Regions from separate parts of the Oryctolagus cuniculus genome. Here region 1 is linked to region 2. Evidence: chromatin contacts called from public Micro-C data. All regions are on one chromosome and are shown on one strand. Each heading gives the region's core, a stretch centred on a gene start, on an enhancer-like site or on the middle of the called end of the contact. The rest is flanking DNA. Distances are from core to core; before and after follow the strand shown. Region 1 holds the start of EEF1A1 (eukaryotic translation elongation factor 1 alpha 1). Region 2 has its middle 49 kb from the start of EEF1A1.

The links. A called contact is a pair of places that touch in the nucleus more often than the background predicts.
Region 1: a contact with region 2 is called in a Micro-C map of ear pinna, with 4 times the contacts expected there. The contact joins the promoter of EEF1A1 here to the enhancer-like site in region 2. A contact is called at or near these places in 5 of 6 Hi-C or Micro-C datasets (ear pinna, embryonic fibroblasts, psoas muscle and 2 more).

The regions. Positions count from the first base shown.
Region 1 is chr5:99,026,111-99,031,571 of mOryCun1.1, forward strand. It overlaps EEF1A1 (eukaryotic translation elongation factor 1 alpha 1), which reads left to right and starts at 3,005. Exons shown (of 7, transcript NM_001082339.1): 1 at 3,005-3,176; 2 at 3,434-3,613; 3 at 3,727-4,023; 4 at 4,104-4,254; 5 at 4,356-4,612; 6 at 4,779-5,013; 7 at 5,116-5,461. The coding sequence starts at 3,033. The coding sequence ends at 5,240.
Region 2 is chr5:98,976,894-98,982,925 of mOryCun1.1, forward strand. No RefSeq gene overlaps it. Among named protein-coding and RNA genes, the nearest start is that of EEF1A1, 49 kb to the right of the region's middle. Within about 2 kb of position 1,263, at least 6 of the 8 cell types and tissues checked have an H3K27ac peak or open chromatin away from gene starts, as enhancers often do. A contact at or near this core is called in ear pinna, where this site is marked.

The DNA of each region.
Region 1 (5,461 bases), core at 1,755-4,254, 51 kb after region 2:
CAGATTGTGGGAATGTAATTCCAAAGAAAGTAGACAGTAATAAATATTGCCATGGAGATAGCAAGAGAGCAGAAGTATTTGCATTGTTCTATTGCTGGTGATTGCTTTTCATCAGTACTTCTTGACATCTTTCTCTTATTACAGCCAAGGACTAGAATATCAAGATAATTTTATTCCATGTGTATATGATTAGCCAAAGGCTAGGAAAATTTGATCTGACTAGAGAATTTGTGAAAGTAGAGAAGTTAAAAATATATATATTACAGAAAAGACTTTTGTGGATAGAAAAAAAAAGTTTTATACATATATATATATATTTCTGGGGAAACTATTTGGCCTAGATTCCCTAAACTATCTCAAAGCTAAATGAAAGTGAGTAGGCTAGAAGCCTAATGAAGAAATAGAGAAACCTGTTTTTTAGGAAGTATGTCTACAAGGAGTGGTAAAACAAGTAGATACAATTCCGGAAAAACCTCTTTCAGTTAAATAGAAAAAGAGTGTGAACTGTGAAAAGTAACTGAATGCAAGGGCTAGAACTTTATTCTACAATGAAACAGAAACGAGCACTGTACAAATGTGCCTTTAACTGCTTCTCCGTGGTTTACATATTACTCTCCTGCTCCAATTTGATGCTGGGTTCTTCTCCAGGAGGAACTATTTCTTTTGTGCACCCCTCAATGCTTCACACAGCACTGGGCGCATAACAGGTCCTCAAATAAATACTTGTTCATAGATTGGCCTGGGAAGTCGGGCAGGGATGTTACTGCGCCTGACACAATGAGCCAGCAGTCAGCTTATTAAAAATGAATGTTCTTTTCTCAAAGGAGCGTTTCACAGGGCCAACCTGACAGCCATCTACAAAGGCCGAATCTCATTTATGCTAAAATATAGTTACAATCAATAACAGTTACGATCAACAGGCCAACAGAAAAGGAAGACATGTACTTCAATGGGGGAGGGGGGCTTTCAGAGCAGTGGCTTCGCAGCAAGTGTTGGAAATAGGAAGCTGGGAGAAGCTTGCTGATGCTGTAGATCTCAGTCGCTGCGAGATCATGTGGGAAGGCTGAATGCGAAGCATGGCCTCTCGGGCTTGCAGTCGAGTGACAGCACACGATGAAAAAAATGGGACCACGAACTCTCTTCCAGAGTCTTAGCCCAACAAAACCAGGATTAGAAGTACAGCTAACGGTAGGACTGAAGTCTGTTCTAAACTGAAACACCCAACATCTGGAGAACCCCAGGCGGCGACTTGTATCACGGGCGTCCAGAAAGGCGACAGGCTTTGGTGGAACGAGCCCAGGAGCAGATGCGTGGTGCTCGCGGCCATCGGGCAGAGCCCCTCCCGGCTTCTCGCTCCCCGAGCCCTTAGCCCCGCGCTGCCCCGAGTCCCGGGGCCTTGCACGCCTCTCCCGACCGGAGGGGCGCAGAAGGCAGAGGCGAGGGAGCAGCAGGACCCGGCCGTGATCCACAGAGGAAGAGGCTCCGGGGCTTCCTCTCAGACCAGCGAGGCGCCAAGGCTGAGGACTGGGCGGGAAGACACCCCGAACCTCGATACCTCTGCGGTGCAGCGGGGAGAGTGGAAGACCCCGGAGGTGCCCTCGCCGCCGCCCTCCCCCCACCTCTCGCCGCCAGAGCCCAGAGTAATTCATACAAAAGAGGACTCGCCTCAGTCTCGGGGAAGCCCAGGGACCGTCGCTAAACTCCCGTTACCCTAGAACCGAGAGATCGCCGCGTCCCCGCCCCCTACCCCTCGCGCTCGTCGTCACCGGGACCGAGGCGAGCATGCGCGAGGCGCTGTGTGCTCGTCAGTGGTCGGAGCGCACATCGCCCACGGTCCCCGAGGCGTTGGGGGAGGGGACGGCGATTGAACCGGTGCCTAGTGGAGGTGGCGCGGGGCAAACTGGGAAAGCGGTGTCGTGTGCTGACTCCGCCCTCTTCCCGAGGGTGGGGGAGAACCGTATATAAGTGCCGTAGTCGCCCTGGACGTTCTTTTTCGCAACGGGTTTGCCGCCAGAACACAGGTGAGTGTCGGGTGTGGCTTCCGCGGGTCTGGCCTTGAGCGGGCTGGGGCCCTCGCGTGCTCGGGGACACTGCCATGCCACTGAGCCTCTTGACGAGGTTCCTGGCTCCGAATTTCGGGCTGTAACGGGGCGGGAGGGTTGGAGGTTTGCGCGTTTTCCAGGAGCCTCTTCCTCGTGCTGGAGTTGAGGCCTGGCGTGGCCGCCGCGTGCGAGTCCTCTCGCCTTCGCGCCGGCCTGGCTAGCCTCGCTCGCGGGGCCCTTCGGCCCTTTGAGTTTTTACGTGGATCGGTACGGCTCTTTTTTTGTTCGTCGAGATGGGCCCGCCGAGGCCGGGCGGGCTACCCCGCGCGTTCGTCGTCCGGCCCGAGGGGGTGGCAGGGCGGCCGCGCGGCGTAGGGACAGCGAGCGGCGGGGCCCGCCCGTCCGGGCGCACATGTCGGGCGCGGCCTGGGCGAGGCCCGACGGCGCCGCGCCTGCCCAGGCCGGGCGAGGGGAGAGGCGAGGGTCGTGGGGCGGGCGGCTCGGTGGGGCCGCGGCCGCCCCACCCCGGGCGGCGGAGCCCGGCCCGCTCGGCACCAGTTGCGTGCGCGGAAAAAGATGGCCGCTCGCCGTCCCCGCTGCAGGGAGCTCAAAATGGAGGACGCGGTGGCCCGGGAGAGCGGGCGGGTGAGTCACCCACACAAAGGAAAAGAGCCTTCCCCTCTTCGGCCGCCGCTTCCTGCGACCCCACGGGGTACAGGGCGCCGTCTGGGCACCTGGCTTCTTCGTGTGGCCTTTGGAGTTCGGCTTGGCTCGGCTGGGGGCGGAGATTTTTTAGGCGATGGAGTTAACTCACTCGGTGGGTGGAGACTGAAGAGTTAGGCCAGCTTGGCATTGGATGTAATTCTCCTTGGAATTTGCCCTTTTGAGTTTTGAACGTGGCTTAGTCTCAACCCTCGGACAGTGGTTCAAAGGTTCCCCCCCTTTTTCCATTTTAGGTGTCGTGAAAACCACCGCTAAATCAAAGCCAAAATGGGAAAGGAAAAGACTCACATCAACATCGTCGTCATTGGCCACGTAGATTCGGGCAAGTCCACCACCACTGGCCATCTGATCTACAAATGTGGTGGCATCGACAAAAGAACCATTGAAAAATTTGAGAAGGAGGCTGCCGAGGTATGTCCAGTATCGCAAGGGAAAGATGCTGAATTACATTAAGTCTGGCCACTAAAATGAGAGTGCTATGACTATAAAAGACAACAGTGATTAGTTGTCTGAATGTGAATGTTAAAATCACGAGCCACCATATCGACTGGAGAGCCACCTAGGCCCAGCAGTTTGGGAAGCGGAATGCATTCCCAAGCGGAGGGGGGCATGGGGTTTCAAGCTTTGCTGTGTCTTAGTAACCGTCTGAGTGCTCTGTGTAATTACAGATGGGAAAGGGCTCCTTCAAGTATGCCTGGGTCTTGGATAAACTGAAAGCCGAGCGTGAGCGTGGTATCACCATCGACATCTCCCTGTGGAAATTTGAGACCAGCAAGTATTACGTGACTATCATTGATGCCCCAGGACACAGAGACTTCATCAAAAACATGATTACAGGCACATCTCAGGTTTGTGCAACTAGTAACTGTAGACATAAGGTTTTCTAGGCGGGGGGTGGGTGAGTTCCTCCTTAGGTTTGAGGTACCTTCGTTCACAGTGTGTGTCCTTGATTTCTTTAAAGGCTGACTGTGCCGTCCTGATTGTTGCTGCTGGTGTCGGGGAATTTGAAGCTGGTATCTCCAAGAACGGGCAGACCCGTGAGCATGCCCTTCTGGCTTACACGCTGGGTGTGAAACAGCTAATTGTTGGTGTTAACAAGATGGATTCCACTGAGCCACCCTACAGCCAGAAGAGATACGAGGAAATCGTTAAGGAAGTCAGCACCTACATTAAGAAAATTGGCTACAACCCTGACACAGTAGCATTTGTGCCAATTTCTGGTTGGAACGGTGACAACATGCTGGAGCCAAGTGCTAATGTAAGTGACTTTCAAGACAGTGCTTGTTAAAGAGCTGGAAGTGGTGATGTGATAGAATTAATTGTTCTCTTGTGTTTCAGATGCCGTGGTTCAAGGGATGGAAAGTCACCCGCAAAGATGGCAATGCCAGTGGAACCACACTGCTTGAAGCCCTGGACTGCATCCTTCCACCAACTAGACCAACTGACAAGCCTCTGCGTCTGCCCCTACAGGATGTCTACAAAATTGGTGGTAAGTTGGGTATTAATGTAACATCAGAATATAACTTGAATTGGAACAGGTGAAAAATCTTTGGCCCTCAATAACTCTTTGGTAATCTGCAAATATTTTAGGTATTGGCACTGTCCCTGTGGGCCGAGTGGAGACTGGTGTTCTCAAACCTGGCATGGTGGTAACTTTTGCTCCAGTCAATGTCACAACTGAAGTCAAGTCCGTCGAAATGCACCATGAAGCTTTGAGTGAAGCTCTTCCTGGGGACAATGTGGGCTTCAATGTCAAGAACGTGTCTGTCAAAGATGTTCGTCGTGGCAACGTTGCTGGTGACAGCAAAAATGACCCACCAATGGAAGCAGCTGGCTTCACTGCTCAGGTAACAATTTAAAATGATCTGTTAATTGACAATGTTCATGCATACTCAAGGGGGTAAGCAATCTGATGCATGTATGAAGTGTTATCACATCAGGGGAGTTAGCATTTCTAGCTGTTACCACAGTTCAGTTTGAGAAGCACTAAAATGCATATCCTTTTTTTCCCAGGTGATCATCCTGAACCATCCAGGTCAGATCAGTGCTGGGTATGCCCCTGTACTGGATTGTCACACAGCTCACATTGCTTGCAAGTTTGCTGAGCTGAAGGAAAAGATTGATCGTCGTTCTGGAAAGAAGTTGGAAGATGGCCCTAAATTCTTGAAATCTGGTGATGCTGCCATTGTTGATATGGTTCCCGGCAAGCCCATGTGTGTTGAGAGCTTCTCTGACTATCCTCCTCTGGGTAAGGATTTTTTTTTTTATTGCTATTACAAGTTGTACTAAAGATTAACAATTGCTTCTGTGAACTATGTGTCTCATGGCAACTCAATACTTGTTTTAATAGGTCGTTTCGCTGTCCGTGATATGAGACAGACGGTTGCTGTGGGTGTGATCAAAGCAGTGGACAAGAAGGCTGCTGGAGCTGGCAAGGTCACCAAGTCTGCCCAGAAAGCTCAGAAGGCTAAATGAATATTACCCCTAATACCTGCCACCCCAGTCTTAATCAGTGGTGGAAGAACGGTCTCAGAACTGTTTGTCTCAATTGGCCATTTAAGTTTAATAGTAAAAGACTGGTTAATGATAACAATGCATCGTAAAACCTTCAGAAGGAAAGGAGAATGTTTTGTGGACCATTTTTTTTGTGCGTGGCAGTTTTAAGTTATTAGTTTTTAAAATCAGTACTTTTTAAT
Region 2 (6,032 bases), core at 13-2,512:
ATTCATTCATCTGTTGATGGACCTATTTAGTCACTTCTACTTTGTGACAGTTGTGAACAGTATTTCTTTGAACATTCATATACAGGTGTTTTGTATTGGCTTGTATTCTTAATTAGCTTGAGTATAGTGGTTCCAGTTTTGTTTGAATAAAATATGCATCCATACACCAATACGTTAACAGCGATTATTTCTAGATAGTGAATTACAGGAAATTTACTTTTTTCTCCTTTGTATTTTTTTAAATTTCTGAAAGTTAAAATAAATGGGGCAGGAGTTGGGTCTAGCAGTTAAATGCCAGCCCTCCAGATTGAAGTGCCTGGCCAAGTTCCTGGCTCTGGCTTGGGACCCTCGCTTCCTGCCACTGCAGACGCTGGGAACCAGCACTGGATGGGTCCCTTTCTCTTATGTGGGAAATCAACTGTTTTAAGCATTTGCGGAGTGAATCAGCAGATGCGAGTTCTCTCATTCTCTCTGCCTCTAAAATAAATATATATTTTTTAAAACAGGAAAAATATGCATTTTTTTAAAAAAATACAAAAATTCAGAGACAGCCGTAGAATTGTCCCCGCTGGCTGTGGAATCCCAGACCCAGAGTCCCTGGTCCTGGAACTCCAAGGTCCCCACGAGTGTCATCCCCTCAAACTATACCGCGCAGCCAGCGCAGGGCAGTCAAGTGGCTTCCGGCTGACAAAGTGGCCCTTGTTGATATTCATGTCAGCCCACAGGCTGTGCCAAATGACCCATATTTACTTGCCAGAAACACAGACTCTCTCCTGGAGGATGTCATTCAGCTCTGCCACTTTATCCACTCCTTGATCCCGGAGTAAATCCCCGCCAACTTTCACAGTAAGGATTTTACATTTGTTAAAAAAAAAAAAAATACTTCGTAAAGGTCGGATGTTGAAAGCACGCACACACACACACACACACACACACACACACTTCACAAGCTTGGAATGCACAGCCCTCACCATCCCCCACCCCGGATCACTTGACCCCGCACACTAAAAGCACGCTCCAGATTCGAGCCACTTGGGGGCGAAACTCGAGCTGCGGGCATTTCTCCGCGGGGTGGGGCACGGCAAATATTTGTCGCTGTCCGGAAACGCGAGTTTGACTCATCTTTTAGCTGACTCGCGAAGCAGAGCTCCGAGAGGCCGCGTTTCTTTTGTCTGAAAGAGGACTATTGCAGCGCCCATCTCTGCGCGCGGAGAGCACACAAAGAGGAATTTTTGAATGACTCAGCCAGCGCGCGGCGGGCGCGGCCTGGGGACAATGGAAAGTCACCGCGGGGCCCCGGAAGCGGCGTCCGCGCCCGCCCGCCCGGCCGCTAGGACCGGCCGCTGGGGGCAGCAGGGGCGCTGGGCAACAGGTGACTTTCAGAACCCTCACGTCTTGTTGTGTAACAGCTCTCTCGATGCCCATCTAGTTACGCTGATTTTTGGAAAATCCCACACGAACACCGGGACCTAAAAGCCCCTTGGGCAAGCGAACGACAGAAGCCAGGAGACCCCCACCAAGTCCGCGTGGGGGCGGGACGGGGCGGGGCGCCCTGCACGTGTTTTCGTAACTCGGCAGAAAAAAAGTGTCGTGAAAAAAAGTCTTTGCGTCCAGCCGTGAGTGAGGGCTGCGCTGTGGCTGGAGGAGGCCTCCCGGGAGCCTCGCGGGACGCGGTTTCCCCTGCTCAGGCGAAACCTTGGCGCGAGGCCTGGCCGAGATCGTGGGCGGAAAATGCAGTGGTGCAGTTCAGGATCTGTTGAGCTCGGGGTTTCTTATGGGGCACCCAGCTACTCTCGAGGAATTTAGGGCTGCAGCCAACTTTAAAAATCGATACAAGTGTTGAATACCCGGGGGTTTTGTCCTGTCTGTTTGCTTGTGCGGCTGGTGGGAGGAAGAGGGGGATGGAAAGAGAGCCACGCTAGGGCTGGCCGGCTCTAAATCTCTCCAGGAAGCTGCATCAGTCCGCCAGGGAGGCTGGCCTGCAGCCGGCCCGGTCGCCCAAGACTTTCACCAGCTTCAAAGCCAGGGGCGCCATCCAGCTGCACAAGTTACCCGTGTAAATCTCCCTGTCCCCCACAATACTACTACACTAACCCTGTTACAGTGGTACATGCACGTCCATCTTTGCCCCTCTCTTTTTGCGATTGCTGGGGTGACCATGTAAACCAAGGCGTTTAAGTGGGAAAGGGATGCTACTAGTAATTACACCTGGACAACAGCACAAAGCTGTCACAGGCAAACTGAGACATAAATATAGTCACCCTGGGGGACGTGAGCAATTCATCTAAATTCACAAAACATTCCTGACTCCACACACTCTCTGGGAGAGGGAGGCAGGCAAAGGGGCTATTTAAAAAGAAAAGTCATCTGGGGCAGGGGTTGTGACCCAGCCAGTTAAGGCCTCACTTGGAACACCCGTGTCCCCTGTGGGAGTGCCCGGGTTCTGGTCCAGCGCTGCTAATTAGCTTCCTGCTAATGTGCCTGGTAATGCACTAGAGGGTGGGCCGAAGGCTTAGGTCCCTGCCCCGCATATGGGGGACAAGGATGGAGTTCCTGGCTGCTGGTTGTGGCCTGGCCTAGCCCCCGCTGTTGCTGCCATTTGTGGAGTGAACCAGAAGATGGAAGTTCTCCCTCCGTCTTCCCCTCCCTCTCCCTCCAAGTGAAGACAGAAACTGTGGTGACACATTTTCAGCAAAATGGTGGCAAGGTGTGCAGAGGGGAAAATTGTCTGCAAAATGTTAATTTTCCCCTTCCTCTCCCCTTCCAATAAATAACTAAATTTTAGAAAAGAAAAAAAGTCACTCCAATTCAACGCTGCATTTTGGAAAATATCCTATTTTGTTAAGAATGCCTAGATTGGGACTGGCACTGTGGCAGAGCAGGCGTCCCATATGGGTACCAGTTGTTGTCTCAGCTGCTCCACTTCCAATCCAGCTCCCTGCTAATGCACCTGAGAAAACAACTGAAGATGGTGCAAGTCCCTGGGCCCCTGCACCCATGTGGAAGACCTGGAAGAAGCTCCTGGCTCCTGGCTTCGGCCTGGCCCAGCCCTGGCAGTTGCAGCCATCTGGAGAGAGAACCAGTGGATGGAAAACCTTTCTCTCTCTCTTCCTTTCTCTCTCTCTAACTCTGCCTTTCAAATAAATAAATACATCGTTTATAAAAATACTTGGATCTAGTTAATCACTTTGCTCTGCTTTTGTTACATACTTGGAGATTGGTTCGTAAACGCAGGCCACGATTTCTGTGGACATCGGCAAGGCAGGGATCAGGTGCTGCAGGAGGTGTGACTCCTGCCTCATTGTGCTTCACTACCCAACAGCGGGATTTCTTCACACAGGGTTCACTGTGCATTATCCTTATACACATACAGATATCAGTTACATGTATACAGGGTTTGAAAAACTAGATTTTTTTCTGACTATAGCCTCCTAGCTGACTCACTAGAGATAGCAGACCAATTTTTTTTAAGATTTATTTATTTTTTCAAAGGAAGAATTAGAGGGGGTGGGGGAGAGAGAAAGACAAAGAAAGAGACAGAGAAAGAGAAATCTTCCATCTGCTGGTTCATTCCCCAAATGGCCACAACAGCAAGGGTGGGTCCAGGCCAAAGCCAGGATCCCAGAGTTTTTCCTGGTCTCTCAAGTGGATGCAGGGGCCCAAGTACTTGGACCATCTTCCACTGCTTTTCCAGATGCATTAGCAGGGAGGTGGATTGGAAGTGGAGCAGCCACGATTTGAACCAGTGCCCATATGAGATGCCAGCATCACAGACAGAGGCTTAACCTGCTACACCACAAAGCCGGCCCCAGCAGACTAATTTTTTAAAACTTTACTCCACCTACTATGTGCAGACATTGTATATTCTAAGAACTTCAGAGCGACTCATTCAATTCTCACAACTCTATGAAGTACGTACTATGGTTACCCCATTTTACAGATAGGGAAACTGAGCGAGGCAAGGTTAAGTAAATTGCCCAAAAATCTAAAAGTAAATTGCATAGGTGGGATTAGAACCCAGGCATTCTACTGTTAGAGCCAGCACTTCCTAGCACTAAATTATGTCAGCCTGACCTGTGAGTGCTCCCTGCAGGCAACAGGAGAGGTGTGAACCGGCTCATTTGCTAAGGTCCTTAGAGATGTGTTTTATTGCTGCCCAGCCCTCTGATAAATGTTCCCATCGGACATAGAATAAAGCTGCTACTAGGATTCACCCCAGTGGGGTAAGGCCGTTAGCAGAGTGACCCACTCTCCTTTCTCTCTAACCCTGAGCTTCAGCTACATGAAAATTCCTGATTGTACTTTCCTGCCCCAGCATCTCCCTGTGCCTTTTCCCTCCTCCGGGAAGGCCTCCCAAGCCATCCCTGTCCACCTGGCTTCTTCAGTGAAACCCCAACTACTGCTAAGGTCCAGGGCCAAACTGGCATTCCACTGCCACACAAGACAGAATCGCTCCAAAGGCTGAAATCCTACAGCCATTATCTGCACCACTCACAGGCCTACACGTCTTATCTCCCCGACTCAGCAATTTCTTTTCCCCACAACACTTAGCACAGCACATTTTCACATAAATAGTTTTCAGTGAATGTATAGTCCCGCATTGTTTGCCCTTCATCCATTTTCTCTTTTAAATATCTGAAAAGAATTAGAATGCGTTGATTATCTCGAAAACAGAAGACTTTTTCTTTCTAAAAAAAAAAAATCATTTTGTTCAGGACTCTGTCCCTCTCCCATTCTGGAAGTAGACCTTGCTTTGGCAAGCTGATGCTATCCAATAGAAATAAAAAGCAAAAAGAAAAGCAAGTCATATATATAATTTTAAATTTCCTAATAGCCACATTAAAAAAGTAAAAATAAGGGGGCTGGCATTGTGTTGTAGTGGGTTGATCCACCACCTGCAATGCTGGCCTCTCATGTGGATGCTGGTTTGAGTCCCCGCTGCTCCATTTCCAATCTGGCTCCCTGCTAATGCACCTGGGAAAGCGGTGGAAGATGGCTCAAGTACTTGGAGCCCTGCATCCACATGGGAGACTCAGATGAGGCTCTGGCTTCAGCCTGGCCCAGCCCCAGCTGTTGTAGTCATTTGGGAGTAAACCAGCAAATAGAAGATCTCTCTCTCCCCTTCTTTCTCTCTATAACTCTTTCAAATAAATAATAAAATAAATCTTTTAAAAAGAGATTTTGCTTGCGTGTGTGTATCATCTGGTAAGTATTTTATACTCACAACACATTGAGACCAAACACATTTCAAGTGCTCAGTAGTCTCCCATGGCTGGACACAGCAGGTCTGAGTTTATGGGACCAGCATTCTCATGGCATCTAGTATTGGTCAAAGAGGGCTGAGCTAAAGAACCAAGTAAGGCTTGGGGCTGAGCCCATGAAAGCAAAGAGGTTTCTGCCTGCCGGCAGTGACGCAGGAATCCTGTGGCTATGGCAGCTACTGGCAGCCTTAGTGAGAATCACCTTGGAACCATGAGGGAAAACCAACAGGACTGGTGTTAGGATGACAGCCAAGATGGAGTGTTGCTCCCCCACTCGCAGAGGAACGACACGGGACCCTGCACTGTTCTCTTTGCCCGGCCCTTCCCGGGTTTGCTGCCGCTCCCCCACTCGTGAAGGAAGGACGCCGTCCCGGGTTAGCTGCCAGCTGCCGGCCCCCCTCCCCCGCCTCCACGGAGGGGCGGCACCCCCGCCGCTTTCCCCACTTCCACGGAGGAGCGGCACTCACTGGCCGGCTCTCTCAGGGGTTGCTCAGGGGTTGCTCAGATGTTCCTGGTGCATGTTGTCTCTCTCCTCCTTTATAGTCCTCTTCCACCAATCCAAGCTCTGCTGCCCACACGCCGAACACGCTGCTCTCCTCCAATCAGGAGCAGGATCAGCTCCTGCAGCTTATTAGTTGAATTGGTCAGCTGTGTGGAAGCTGTTTGCTCTCTCTCAGCGCCATATTGTGGGAGTGGGAAATCAGATGCATAGAATTAGTCTTAGTTCCAGTAATTTAGTCTAGTCTCGGTTGCTCCCCACAATAGAGGTAG